Linked DNA regions of Triticum aestivum: region 1 is linked to region 2. The links are chromatin contacts, called in public Hi-C maps. All regions are on one chromosome and are shown on one strand. The core of a region is the stretch at or near the end of the contact, and the rest is flanking DNA. Distances in the headings are between cores, read along the strand shown. Region 1 holds the start of LOC123138195 (phosphatidylinositol transfer protein 3). Region 2 holds the start of LOC123138191.

The links. A called contact is a pair of places that touch in the nucleus more often than the background predicts.
Region 1: a contact with region 2 is called in a Hi-C map of leaf, with 2.9 times the contacts expected there. The contact joins the promoter of LOC123138195 here to the promoter of LOC123138191 in region 2. A contact is called at or near these places in 2 of 5 Hi-C or Micro-C datasets (both in leaf).

Annotation. Positions count from the first base shown.
Region 1 is chr6B:591,252,818-591,259,652 of IWGSC CS RefSeq v2.1, forward strand. It overlaps LOC123138195 (phosphatidylinositol transfer protein 3), which reads left to right and starts at 4,861. Exons shown (of 8, transcript XM_044558125.1): 1 at 4,861-5,514; 2 at 5,688-5,794; 3 at 5,895-6,835.
Region 2 is chr6B:590,776,715-590,783,515 of IWGSC CS RefSeq v2.1, forward strand. It overlaps LOC123138191, which reads left to right and starts at 2,173. Exons shown (of 6, transcript XM_044558117.1): 1 at 2,173-2,358; 2 at 2,983-3,480; 3 at 3,583-3,726; 4 at 3,824-3,877; 5 at 4,022-4,197; 6 at 6,611-6,801. The coding sequence starts at 3,054. The coding sequence ends at 6,673.

The DNA.
Region 1 (6,835 bases), core at 3,611-6,110, 480 kb after region 2:
ATTTTCAGGCAGTCCGAAGTGCGACGCTTGTCAGATGTGTAACGCCTTACGTTCAGACGCTGCACAGTGCAGTGTGGCGCCTGGCTGTCGGGCGCTACATGATAGGGTCGGAGGTGAAATTTTTTTAAGAACAGTTCATTTCGTGAATTAATTTCGGTTACGGGTCAAATTTGTTGTTTTTGCCCCCACGCGCCATGCCGGTGCACGAAGACAAAAGATGGACACACTTAGTCCCATCCTGGCAGTGGACGCCGGTCACTGTAGCGTGGTGGTGCGCATTAAATGCCTCTGACATGCAGATTCTCTAGTTCCTTCACGATAATGGAACTACTTCACGGGAAACCATGCTTCACGGGCGATAGCGCTTGGCGGCGAGCATGAGCCCCGCCAACCGAGTAGTGGCTGGGGTGCCAACATGGTGCCATGTAATCCTTCCAAGGGTGAACTAATGATGCGTTGCTCGTCGGGAACCACTGTCAAGCCCCATGTTCCGCCGAGGACCTCCTATGTGACGCGCATTGCGTCCAACAGACGCGCGCCACACAGGGGGGGTCGCCCGACTGGGCGGCCCAGCTTAATGTGAACTACGACTGAACACATGTGATAATTCCAAAAATAGTTAAGTGCCTACAAGGGATCGAACCAAAGACCTTGCAACAACTTAGTACGTACTACATGCGACTTCATGTCTAAGATGGCATCCGAGATTATATGAACTATCAGACGCGATAGATGTCAACTTATTTTTAAATTTCGAATTTGATTTTTTTCAAAAAATAAATATTTTCTGCAACACCAACATTTTTTGAAGAAAGAGGAACAAGATCAAATAATTAAATATTGTTTGAATTTACAAACATTTTTTAGAAACATGATTTTCTCGAAAAACATGAAAATACTTGGCAGCATAAACATTTTTATAAAATAACAAACATTTTTTTCCAAATCATGAACATTTTTTGTATTTGCGAACAAATTTTGAAAACATGTTTTTTTTTATTTGTGAACAAATTTGGAATTGTTTGAAAACATGAAAAGACTTGAAAACTGAAACATTATTTGAAATTCCCAAACATTTTTTAGATTTGTGACAAAAATAAGAATGCGAACATATTTGAAATTCCTAGACTTTTTTTGTGAATTTTAGAAAGAATTTTCGAAATATGAAGAATTTTCAAATTCTTGAACAAAATTTCCCGAACATATTTTTAATTTGCAAACAAATTTTCAAAACACGATCATTTTTAAAATTTGCAAATAAAATTTTGTAAGTGGGAACATATTTTGAAATTCTCCAGCAATGTCGGAATTTGTGGACAAAATTTAAAATGCGCACATTTGTAAAATTTCTGACCACTTGTCGAAAAGGGAAAAAACTTGAAAAAGGAAATTACATAGGAAAGAAAATAAAAAGAGAAATGGAAAAGGGAAAAATGGAAAATTAAAAATAAAAAGAGAGAAAGAAGTAACAGGAAAAAACCGGCTTCAGAGAAACTTCTGGAAGGTTCCCAAAACCGATAAAACCAGACAGGAACCTGCTAGAAGGTTCCTAAAACCAACGTGACAGGTGACAGATGACGTAACTGGGCCGGTCCAATGCACTCGATCCTGCTCGATGCCTGTGTGTTTGCTCGAAATTATGACGCACCGAGCGTCCAATAGGGATTTCCGTTCCGCCGACCCATGGTACCATGGTTCTGATTGGGCCGACAATGACGGTAAATTCTCTAGAGAAGGAGTGATGACGATGACGCATGTGCGTTATCTCGGCAATGCCCTCTTTATAGTGCTGTGAGTGGGTCTTGTGTGCCGCTCATCGATTGTGATGACTTTCGCTCGGTTTTTCATAATTAATCGGGTAATCTGATTTTAGCTCGGTTTTGGCTAATTAAAAAAACTTCTTAATAAATGCAGCAATCCTACCATTTAAAAAAACTGGACTTAGCCGGCCCATTAGAAATCGCTCTCTGCGATTACTGTTGTACACAGCCACAAGGAGCACCCCAGCGAGACAACTACAAACCTCATTGCTCATGTCACGTCCTGTTCAGCTCCAAAAGAAAAGTCACCTCCTGCCCAATAGACCGTCATTTCCGGCTGCTAAAATCCACGCGGACGGATCGAACCACGTGTTCCCGGCAAACGTGAATCATGCACCCTGGATCTACAGTATCGTGACAGCTAGCTTAGCATACCATGCTTGCATAACTGCGGAACAACCCAATTTATATACTCGTGGACCTAACTGTACTGCTTCATGTCAAGCAGGGCGGTTTATTCTGAAAATTTTAAAAGGGATAACGTACACCTAGAGTACCAAGGACATTTTTCTTGTCCAAGTCGAACCAACTAGGCCCACTTGCATACTTCAATCATGTCACGTGGGAGAATATCTCATGGTTCCTGTAAACCAAGTAACCAACCAGTGACAAAGGCTAGACGAGTACCCATAGAAACATAATAATTATACATGCATCCCACATCCTTCAACCCTAGCCGGCACCAAAGCCTTCTGCATGACACCGCCTTGATCCTCCTCGCTCTCCCGTCCGGCGGTCTCATCGACGACAAGATGAGTTTGGAGTCGACTCTTTCGTTTTTTTCGTCAGCATTACTAGGTTTGTGTTCTTTTTAGGTTTTGATTTTCTGTTAGCATCGACGGGATGGCGTCGGCGATGCGCATTGAAATAAAGCATTTTCGATAGTCGTCTTTTTTTCAGTTTTACTAGGTTTGTGTTCTCTTTATGTTTTGGTTTTCTGATAGGATCGGCGAGATGGCGACGGCGATGCACATTGAGATAAGCCTTTTCGATAGCTTCCTACATCGATGACGTTCAATCCGACATGGATGAAGGGCTTGTGTAGTATTTTGGTGTGATGACTTCAACATCTTCTTTTGATTTGTCTGCTCTTGTTTCTCTAATCATTTGGATTTGTGGTGAAGAGTTGTACCAGTGTGTTGTGGGGGGTGATGCCCCAACCGATGTTTCTTCAACAATTTCTAGTTCAAGCGGCGAGGGTGTTTGCAGGTGTCCTTTTCCTATGATGTCAATTTATTGAAATTTTCAATCTCCAATGGTCGGCGTACTATCGAAGGAAAAAAGATAATCGACATGATTTTTAGTGTAAATTTGTTTTTCTTGATAATTAACAAATCTAAGATACTGTTACCTTTAAAAAAACAGCCACAAGGGCTAACAAACTAGTAATAATAATAAGATTGTAAAGGAGATATACAATCGTTGTCCTTGATGATGTTGATGCCAAGTCTAAGTTAGAAACGAGCTTCATTTGTAAAAAAAAAATGCCCTGTTTGCTAGCTAATATGGAGTAAATTCCATTTTTATCCCCAAATTTCAAATTGTGCTCCATTTAACATATTTTTTTACTGAATTTAAACAAATAGTCGCCACTTTCTACCCTTTTTTGCCATTCTGATTGGTTGGGCCCACGTGTAAGTGTTGACTTGGCCTGCCAAATGGCTGGTTTACTTCTTCAAATGCTTGTTGGGTTCCGGTTCTAGCGGTACCAACTTTTCATGTGGCCACAACAATTAGAGCCCCGAGCATGGCACCCACTGTCCATGCCTTAGAACACACGCCTAATGTCAATGCCTCACCACGCAGTTTCATCTTGGCCAGCGGAGCAACTCCTTCGGAGGAATCGACTCGGGAAGCCATGTATCACCATCACCCATTTTTCCTTCCTCGTCTCTGGTCCTGTCGGGACCATAATTGATCTGTCGCTACAGTCACGTCCCCGCTCTTTGTTCTCCCCTTATCGACTTATGGTGTTGTGATGAAGCTCTTGTAGCTGTTCCCAGGCAGCCCTTCATCCTCGAGCTGTGACCCCACAAGCGTCAGCTTCGGTATCCTCCATTGACAATGGTGTCATTGCTTTTGAGCTCCCCTAGCTCGGTAGGGCGTCCTGGCATGTTCGTGGTGTGCCTCTATTCCTGTTTCACCTCTTCCGTCTTCCTGTCTTGTCTTCTATCACTCCCGAGCCGAACACACACTCGGCGTATCCCCGCTTCCTGTCCATCCCGTGAACATGGGCTTACTGCACCAGCAACGCCGCTACTCCAGCGTGCAGATGGATGGCCCCGTGCAGGCGAGGGAGAGGCACCCAACAACAACAGTACTCGCTGAAACAACTAAAAAGAAAAACCAGATGCACCGAAAGAAAACGGGTTGGCCAAATTAACCAACCCACATGGCATCCAAGTCAACACTTACATGTGGGCCGACTAGTCATAACACAATAATAAAAAAATTAGAATAAAAATTGCAACAGTTTGCATGAACGAAATTGAATAATAAAAATTGAAAAAAAGCTGCTGAATAGTAAGGTAGATAATGTCACAAACATGAAACTTAGGGTAACTCCAATATTTATCCCCGTTGCTAAACCAACAATATTCTTGGTAGAGTAGACCGCACATAACTAGAATACTAGGCCCGTAAGGGTTCCTTTTCCCTGGTTTTTTTGAACTTTTTTTGACCGCTGTGTAAAAATGACGCGTGTCTGGAAGAGTTTGTAGGCGTTTTCTCTCCTGGCGTGGTAGTTACCTATTTATGTGGCCTTATCTACCATCAGTTTCCAGAGAGTCCTTGCCTTTTTTTATCTGTCTCCGCGTTTTCCACGTTCGATTCACAGGGTTGTTGCCGGTTTAGGTGTGTTGGTCCCACGCGTCTTTTTTCTGTTTTTTTAAGTTTTTTGGGTGTACAACATGTCAATCTGGATGTCACGCGTGCAGTCCTGAGGGTAAAAAGGGATTGTCAGATCGACACGTCAACTTATCTAGAGACGTCCTGTCCTCTGTATAAATGAGACGCACGTCTCCTCTCATTGCCTCCGAGCAGTCGCTCGAGATCGAGTCAGCCAGCGGCCTGCAGCGATTCCCCACGCCCCCTCCCCATACCCTCCACCTTATCTCTTGATGCCGCCGGAGGGAGCTTCTCCCCGTGCCCTCCATCTCATCTCTTACCACCGGCCGGAGGGAGCTCCGTCGCTCTCCTTCAGTACGCCGCTCTTCTTTCCCCAAGACGACGAAAAACACAAAACGGGGACATACCATATGGCAAGGGGCTCCTCCATCGCTGCTTGGGTTATCGGTGGTGGTGTTGGCATTGAAGGATGGGGCGGCAATGCCATTGGAGTCTTGGAAAAGCAGCTCGGGCAGAGGAAGAGGACGCGCCCGGCGTCGGAGGAGGCTGGGCGGGAGACGATTGTTCTGCTGCAGGTACGTGAACATGGTGTCTAGGTTGACACGCTAGCCTCCTCTAGCAGCCTCTCTGCCCCGCGCCAGCTCTAGCCCCTCGCTTGCTGCCTCCTGCGACGCTGGTGTTCAGCTCGCATGCGAGGTGTTCTAGCAATTGACCAAACCGAGCCAAGCGTGAGCATGAACGATGGTCACATACTTTCCTTCGTCAAGTAGTCCAGTACTGCACCAGAAGCGACGTCGGCCGAAACAGGAGAGGAAGAGGCCACAGAAGGATTCTTGCGTCCCAAATGGTATGTTCATTTTTGCCAATTCATGATCCATCATTACCTGACTCACGATGTCCAGTGGACTCAGCTCACAGTGATTGATGATTGATCAATAGCAACACGATTTGATTCTCAATTTACAAGTTGATTTCACCGCTATGGATTGGATTAATCTGATTTTTGATATTTTGGTTTAGTGAGTTTCAGGTTCACGGTCTGGATGGTGGATTCGTTCTTCAGCTCCGGCGAGGTCATCATGTGCCGGTACATCTCACCTTCAAGCACATGTTGCAGACTCCGACTGGTGTGGCTCCGTCCCTTCCCAGTCCTATTTTTCTTTACTCTCCCTTGGTTACTGTTTGCCTTAATCTTGATTTGTTTTGTTGGTTCATGTTGTTCATTAGTTCTTTCTTTGCTGGATGTTCGGCCCGCTGATGCTGCATGGAAGCATTCGAAGTGAAAAATATCTTCACATACTTTCCTGTAAGTGCATCTCCCCGTCTTAATTTGGGTTGCTCTCACTGTCCCGCTTACCTGTTCTGCTTCGCCCATCATTCAGAGTTAGGTTGGTTCATGAGATCAGATAATGTACTGCCATTTATTTTACCCAACTGCTACATTCAAGATCGAGGAGTACAAGTGTCTATTGATCTGAACACAAAGTGTTACAATAGATTATCTCTGCAAGTGGATAAGGTGGTCATATGTTAGCCTACACTTTTGGACCAAAACAGTTTTACATGGGCTTCTCCGGAGGAAAAGGAAACCCCACTTGAACTTTTAGCTTCCCGTATATGTGAGATCACTTGCTGAGTTTTCCCACATCATAGCTTTTCTTGTGAATTCATGGGATCTTAGATTTTAATCAAGTCATGCAGTTCTGAGTTTTAATTCATGTGCAATAGTCACAAACAGATCTGTCTTGCATTCAAAATATTGCAGGCTTGAACTTATTTACATTTCAGTTAAATTTTGTTCACCAATGTCAGCCAATGTGAGAGCAAAGTTTTCCTCCGATTATTCTAAATTATCCTTGGACTATTCTGAATCTGTAAATGGATGTTGAATTCTTAATACATCTATGCCATCTATAGAAAACAATGGCCTCGCGTGCCACTGTGCAGTGAACACTGAACAAGTCTCGAATCAATATGCATTTGCGATTTGTGGTTCTGTCCTGTTTTAGTAGGGTTGTCTTCAATAATCTTTTGGTAATTTTGTAGATTAGGAAGTTTAATTCTTTTCCGATAATAGTTTAATAGTAGTCAAGATATGCTACTGCATGTCCATTTTACTGTATATATCTGTTTTTACACTTCTATTATAGGTCTGGGAGTATTATGCC
Region 2 (6,801 bases), core at 923-3,422:
GTTGTTCGGAGTCCCAGATGAGATCCCGGACGTCACGAGGAGTTCCGGAATGGTCCGGAGGTGAAGAATTATATATAGGAAGTGATATTTCGGCCATCGGGAAAGTTTCGGGGTCGCCCGGTATTGTACCGGGACCACCGAAAGGGTCCCGGGGGTCCACCGGGTGGGGCCACCCATCCCGGAGGGCCCCAAGGGCTGAAGTGGGGAGGGGAACCAGCCCATAGTGGGCTGTCGCGCCCCCCTTGGCCCACCCCCTGCGCCTAGGGTTGAAACCCTAGGGGGGGGCCCACTTGCCTTGGGGGGTACTCCACCCCCTTGGCCGCCGCCCCCCTTGGGAGATTGGATCTCCCAGGGCCAGCGCCCTCCCTTGGGGGCCTATATAAAGGGGGGGGGAGGGGGCAGCCGCACCCTGCAGTTCTGGCGCCTCCCTCCCCCTGCTACACCTCTTCCTCCTCCGTCACGTGCTTGGCGAAGCCCTGCCGGAGTGCTGCTGTTCCACCACCACCACGCCGTTGTGCTGCTGCTGGAGCCATCATCATCAACCTCTCCTTCCCCCTTGCTGGATCAAGAAGGAGGAGACGTCATCCGCTCCGTACGTGTGTTGAACGCGGAGGTGCCGTCCGTTCGGCGCTAGGATCTCCGGTGATAGGATCACGACGAGAACGACTACTTCAACCCCGTTCTTTTGAACGCTTCCGCTCGCGATCTACAAAGTGGTATGTAGATGCATCTTCCATGACTCGTTGCTTAGATGAACTCATAGATGGATCTTGGTGAAACCGTAGGAAATTTTTTAATTTTCTGCAACGTTCCCCAACAGAGCGCCGGCGGCGTCCCGGTGCCCCTAGCGCCCACCGATGCCGAACGGCATGCCGAGATAGCGCGCATCCGTTCGTCGCTGTCGGAGGCGCAACGGAATGAGCCGAGGTACGCCGTCGACAGCCACATGCTATGGACGATGTACTTCGATTGTCGCCACGCCGATCAGGTCGCCTCCACAAACGACACCGTGCCCTGTGGATGCCTCAACTCCGACGGGCGGCGCTAATGGTGGGGCATTTCCGGCCGCACCCTCGAGGCCGGCAACACGCCGCACCTCGAGTACCCGGCGCCCCCGCCCTTCTATCACCGTCGCGGTAGTTCCTGGATGCCACGGCGAATGGAGATGGCTACCTCCTCGTCGGCGGGCTCTGACTCGCTTCCCTTCGGGTCGCCGACGCTCCGCCCCGTCAAGCCAGAGCCGCAGTCATCAATGAGGGCGACCGCCCATCCCCTCGTTCCCTCCGCCTCGTTCGGTCGAAGACCGAGCCGGGGTTGCTCCCCGTGAAGAAGGAGCACGAGGAGATGGCCGCCGATGACGAGACCATCCTCAAGTGGGCGAAGGCGGACTACGTCCGCGAGCTGGTGGAGCGCCAGCGCCGGGCCTATGAGGAGATCAAAGCTCGACACCGCGGACGCGGTGAGGGCGTCGTTGTCGTCCTCGACAGTGACGACGAGGACGCGCTCGGGCCGTCCAACCCTTCGCGCGTCGGCGACCCTGGTCAGGGGTGCAGCAGGGACGGGGGCGGCACCACGCAGGGCGGCGACGACGATGATGACGATGACTACACCCGGTTCTACAGGCTCCTCGGCATGTAGAAGGCGGACGCCGACAACGACGTAGTAGGGCTAGGCGTACTTGTTTTTAAATCATGTTTGCTGTTTTTGTACAAATTTGAATGAAATCGCCGAGTTTGTGTCATGTTTGTGTCGAGTTGTGTCGATTTGGGGGCGGCGACTGGCAACACGTTCGCCCCGACATCGAAATTAACGCCGGCTCGGCCCAGACGGCGTTTTTTCGGCGTCCTAGGGGACAAACGGCCGGAGATGCTTTAAGATACAACTCCACTCTCTCTTGTTTACTTATAGTGCCTGATCTCGTATGTAAGAGAGATCCGACGGCGGTGGAGGTGGCCGATCCGGGTGCACGATTCGCTGCACCGACGCCTAGCGTTGCGGCATCGGAGCAGATCCACGGAACGCCGAACGACCGACGCGACGGACCCGTGGCGGGGCAGGTCCATCCTATTCCTACCAACCAACGCGCGCCGACCCGAGCGGAACCTCCCGCGCCCGGCGCGCGCGCACGGGCACGGCGCCCAAATCTCCGAACGCGAGCGCGCGCAACCCGGGACCGCCAGGCGCCAGGCCTTCCCCGCTCGCGCCGCCCCGCCCCGCTCCAACCCTTTTCGCCTCCACCCCCACCCCCACAACCAGAGAGAGAGAGAGAGAGTCCCTTCCCACCCCACCCCACTCTCCTCGCGCGCCCCCCGCTCCGGAGGGCGATCTCGGGAGGAACGGCGGGCGTCCCGCGGCGAGGTCTGCGCCCCCAAACCCTACCCCTCCTCTCCGTCTCGCCACCGCATCTGTAGGTTTTGGCCCGGTGGCTACTACGCGGGAGGCTGGGGGGTGAGGCCACCGCCCCACCATGTTTCCTGTCAGATTCGGCTTCCCCCCCTTCCGGTGTAGAGCTGGAATCCCCGTTGATCCATCCTGACGATAGACTCGCCGTTTCCATGTTTTTGTAGCGACTCTACTTTGTACTAAGACGACGGAATGGAACCCTATTTCCCCGCTAAATCGTTGTCAACTCTGCGGAATTAACGCGCATTACGTCCTATGTATTCTTTTGGGGGGCGAGAGCGGGAGGATTCCGTCTCAGAAACCCTCGATCTCATCCAATTTTGCATCCATTGGCACTTAGTCGGCTTGATTTACGCTGAATATTCAGTTAGCTCCTAGCCTCCGAGCACATGGGATTCCTTTTGCTTCCCGTTGTCCTGTATATAAGACGGCACAACCATTTTCACTATTCGCAAACATTAGCCCTTTGTTTTGGCTCTAAAATCTAAACCATGCTTATGTGCATTTACCCCCTTCTTTCTCAACACAGTATGAATACATCACTCACATTGTATTTTGTTTCTGAATTGATCAATGCAGTTGTATTATATGGTTGTCGGCCGCGATTTTGCTGTTAATCTTGTCAAGTTGGTGAGTACCTGGAAGCTGCAATGACTGAAAACACCCAGGGCAGTGTCCGGCGGGCCTTTGGAGACCTGACAAATGTCCTTGGCAAGCGGCCAGCCTCATGCGATCTGGAGAAGAATGCAGGTGGAGTCAAGATTAGTCGGGTCGAAAAGGTCGCTGACCCTAGGAAAGAGTCTGATGAAAAGGCAAAGGCCAATGCTGGGGCATCAGGAAACCTTTTTGAAGTTCTGGTTGATGGTATTGGCAAAGAGGACTTCGCAAGGACTTCAATTTTCCGTGGAGCCAAGGTTCAGCACATGGCTGCTCAGGCAGCTGGGCTACTATCCAAGGATGATGATGACGCGAGGAATCGTTGCGTATCTTTGGATTCTTCTGGCCTCAACGACAAGGCGGAGTCTTCCTTGGAATCAGAGGGTGGCTGTGAAGGGGAAGATGATGAAGACACTGATAGTGAGTTGCTGCCATATGCCAGTGAGGCTAGTAAGATTGTAATTAATGATAAGACTAATGAGGGTGAATGTCTGACTCAAGAGGAGATGGTTGTATCACCAGGAAATCAGAATTCGCAGTCTTCATTTGACGCTACAGCTCGTGATGACATGACATGTACAAATGTCCAGCATCCTCCAATGGAGGTTGGTGGCTTGGAAAAATCATGTGCTACAAAGTCTTGCACTTGCTCTTTCTGTCTTAAGGGTATGTTTACATGAATTTCTTGCTTCCACATGTATTGTATGTGTCATTATGATGCCATGTGAACATACACCTTATCTCTTTATTCCTGTCCGAACAGCTGCTTTTATGTGGACTAATCTCCATTATCAGGATGCAAGAAGCCGGCTTGGTGGTAATTCTCGGCATATTCAATTCACTCTCCCCCTCCCCCCCCCCCCCCCTCTCTCTAAGCAGTACACGTAGTGTGGTTTCTTTCTTTGTTCACAATTGATCATTTTACTAATATTAATTCCATCTCTGTCAAACCTTTCTTTAGCATTGAAGAAGAGCATAAAGTTTGCTAGATCGCTAGAGGCAAAGAGGCAAGGAAATGAATTCAATGCAGACAGATACTCAAAAAGAGCTGCAGAGATGGGATTCAAACTATCTCAACAACAGAGATCACTCTTTCTTCATACTGAAAATGCCCTTGTTCGTGAATCTGCCCAGCTCGTAAGTTGTTTTACACCTACAATATCCCAACTTAGTCAAAATTATGCCGACGGTGTATTGGTATCAATTTGTATGGTGTCACTGCGGTTAGTAGCGAATAGTTGTGATTGTCACAGTTTACTCTCTGTGTAAATGCTGTTTGCTTGCACTGGTAAATTTTGAGGGACCATTGGTTTGTTAGTTTGCGGAGGATCAGTTATGAATTTAGCCCTGCTGTGGTACTCAGTAGTCTGGCCTTCAATTTATCATTACATTTTTGGGCCAACACAAAAGGCAAATACTTCTGCCTCACAAAATATTTCATGACCAGCTCAACACCATAGTTATTCTAAAGATACTCTTGTACTCGATATTTTTCAGTGCCTATCTAGGCATGTTAAGTAGGCAGTTGGTGTCATTTTTTTGCCACATATTAGACGGTGTATGTTACCACCTATCTTTTCATCTGTATTTGCTAAAACATAATTGCTAGGATTCTTCCAAGTTGATAACCTGTTGTGGCATACTAGTTGTAGAAACAACAGAGAAGTACATGGTGCCTCACACAATGTAGTCGCAACAATGGCCTCCACCATGACGGGCTTTGCCTATTTGGGCCAATTATTGACTCGGGTTCTTTTGGCTTCTCGTTTTCCCTTTCACTTTATCTTTCTACTTGCTATTCTTTGACTCATTGACCATGATGATTTTGCTGGGTGGGACCCTGGGTAGAATTAGTTCTTCCTACTACACTACTTTGTGCTTCTTATCATGGCTTTTCTTAACTATTTTGACCCATAACCTTAGGAGTCAAAGCACCTGATGACCACATCTTTCATATGTTGTTTACTTGACATCTGTTCTGAGCTGTATGTGAAAAATCATTGAATCTTTTGAATAAGTAGTTTTTGAAAATGGAATTGTACAAGCAAACAGCCATTTGCACGAATTGTGTTCTCAGACATGGTGTTTGAATTTTTGCTTGCTCTAGTACTGGATTCTTTTTTTATGGGCTCCAGGAGGAGCTTTGCTAGTGCATTAAGTATGGGCAAATTGCTACAAGCTTAGATTGCAGTGAAAAGGCAAACTGATAGAAAACAAGAAAGGAAAATCCAATGCTGAAGCAAGGGCTGTACATAAATAAACTGAGGACCAAATCTCTTGTGCCTCCTTTAGGGGGCTTAAATTCTCTAATCATCGTTGCTATCCCTGCCGTGTCAGAGCTTTTGCGCTAAAAGGTTCTTCTGCGTCCCTCTTTCCATGTGTTTCAGACAACATATCCGTCAATCACAGGCTGTGTCTTCTGCTCCTTATTCACCTGTCCTCGAGTTATTTTGTTCCACCAGCCCTATTGATCTTGCTTGCATTGCACAATGTCATCTGAGGCCTTTCTGAAGCAAACTGTTGCCACACCTCCTTAGAAAGGGCCATTGCAGTGCAAGATGAGCAGGATATTGCAGGACCTGATCATATAAGCAAACAACATGGGCCAATGCTGCCAAGATCGTGTGCAAAGTTTGTTCACTGTTCAATTCCTGTTCTGGAGCAGCAGCCATAGAAATTTTTTGACCTTGTTTTCCGCCTTGATCTTCCAAATCTTTGCCATGTGCTTCTGAGTAAGAGGAATAGAGCCCGAGCACTGCGCTGTGTGCAGATTTGGCAGAAGAGAACATATTTGGCTCGCATATCACTTCCAATGAACTGAGTCGCTAGAGGAATTCAGTCCCCTGTAGCTTGGTCCAAAGGTTGCAGAGCTTGTTGAGCCGAGCTTCAGAGGAGATCCTGTTCAAACCTATCATCATCTATTGTTTCAAAGTACTAGATTCTGAGTAGACATTTCTGTTAGACTTCTAGTTGTGGTCGCGCTAGGTCTGTTTACATCATTAAATTATGTAGCATAGCACGATAATGTGAGTTAGTGCCCCTTGTGCCTTGCTAATATGTAGAAAAGGCCTTCAAAGTTAGTTGAATGTATTTAGAATCAACTATCGTCAGGCTGCGATGATCATTGTTCCTTTTGTCATTGAAAATCTCATGGCCCATTTGGTCTAGCTTTAGGGTTAGCATACAAAATATGAGCTAAAATATGCCGTTGCAAGCCCTGCTGAACTTTTTCCAGCCTATTTCATGGAAATTCAGTTTAAAATTGTGGTAGATTGTGTAGCATTCACTACCTTGTCTGAAAGATGCTTGAAAGAAATTTTCTTCCCTGCTGAGAATTTGATAATCCTAGTCTTGATTGTGTGGTGACTTGTTATGCTATTACAGTGTACTTCTGTGATCAACTTTGTTCTTTTTGTCTGAAGACCAGTTCACTACTACTTCAACTATATATCTGCATATTCCCTTACTGTGTATTGGAGTATTTCATTGCTTGATTGGATTGTCAGTATATGATCATGTGCTAATATTCTCAAATTCCCTTTCTGTGCAGCATTCAGCTGTCGTCAAGTTAAAGGACTTGAGAGACAACTGCAAGAAAGATCTGAAGATCTGATCATCAATTCTTCGCCGGGGAGACGAGTCCTGCATGCACGGTTGTGCTCTGGTAAACTTGTTACCCTGGGATGTAGTAGGATAAGCTGGATCTTTTTGAATCAAGATGTGTACGGTATTTGGTTGTCA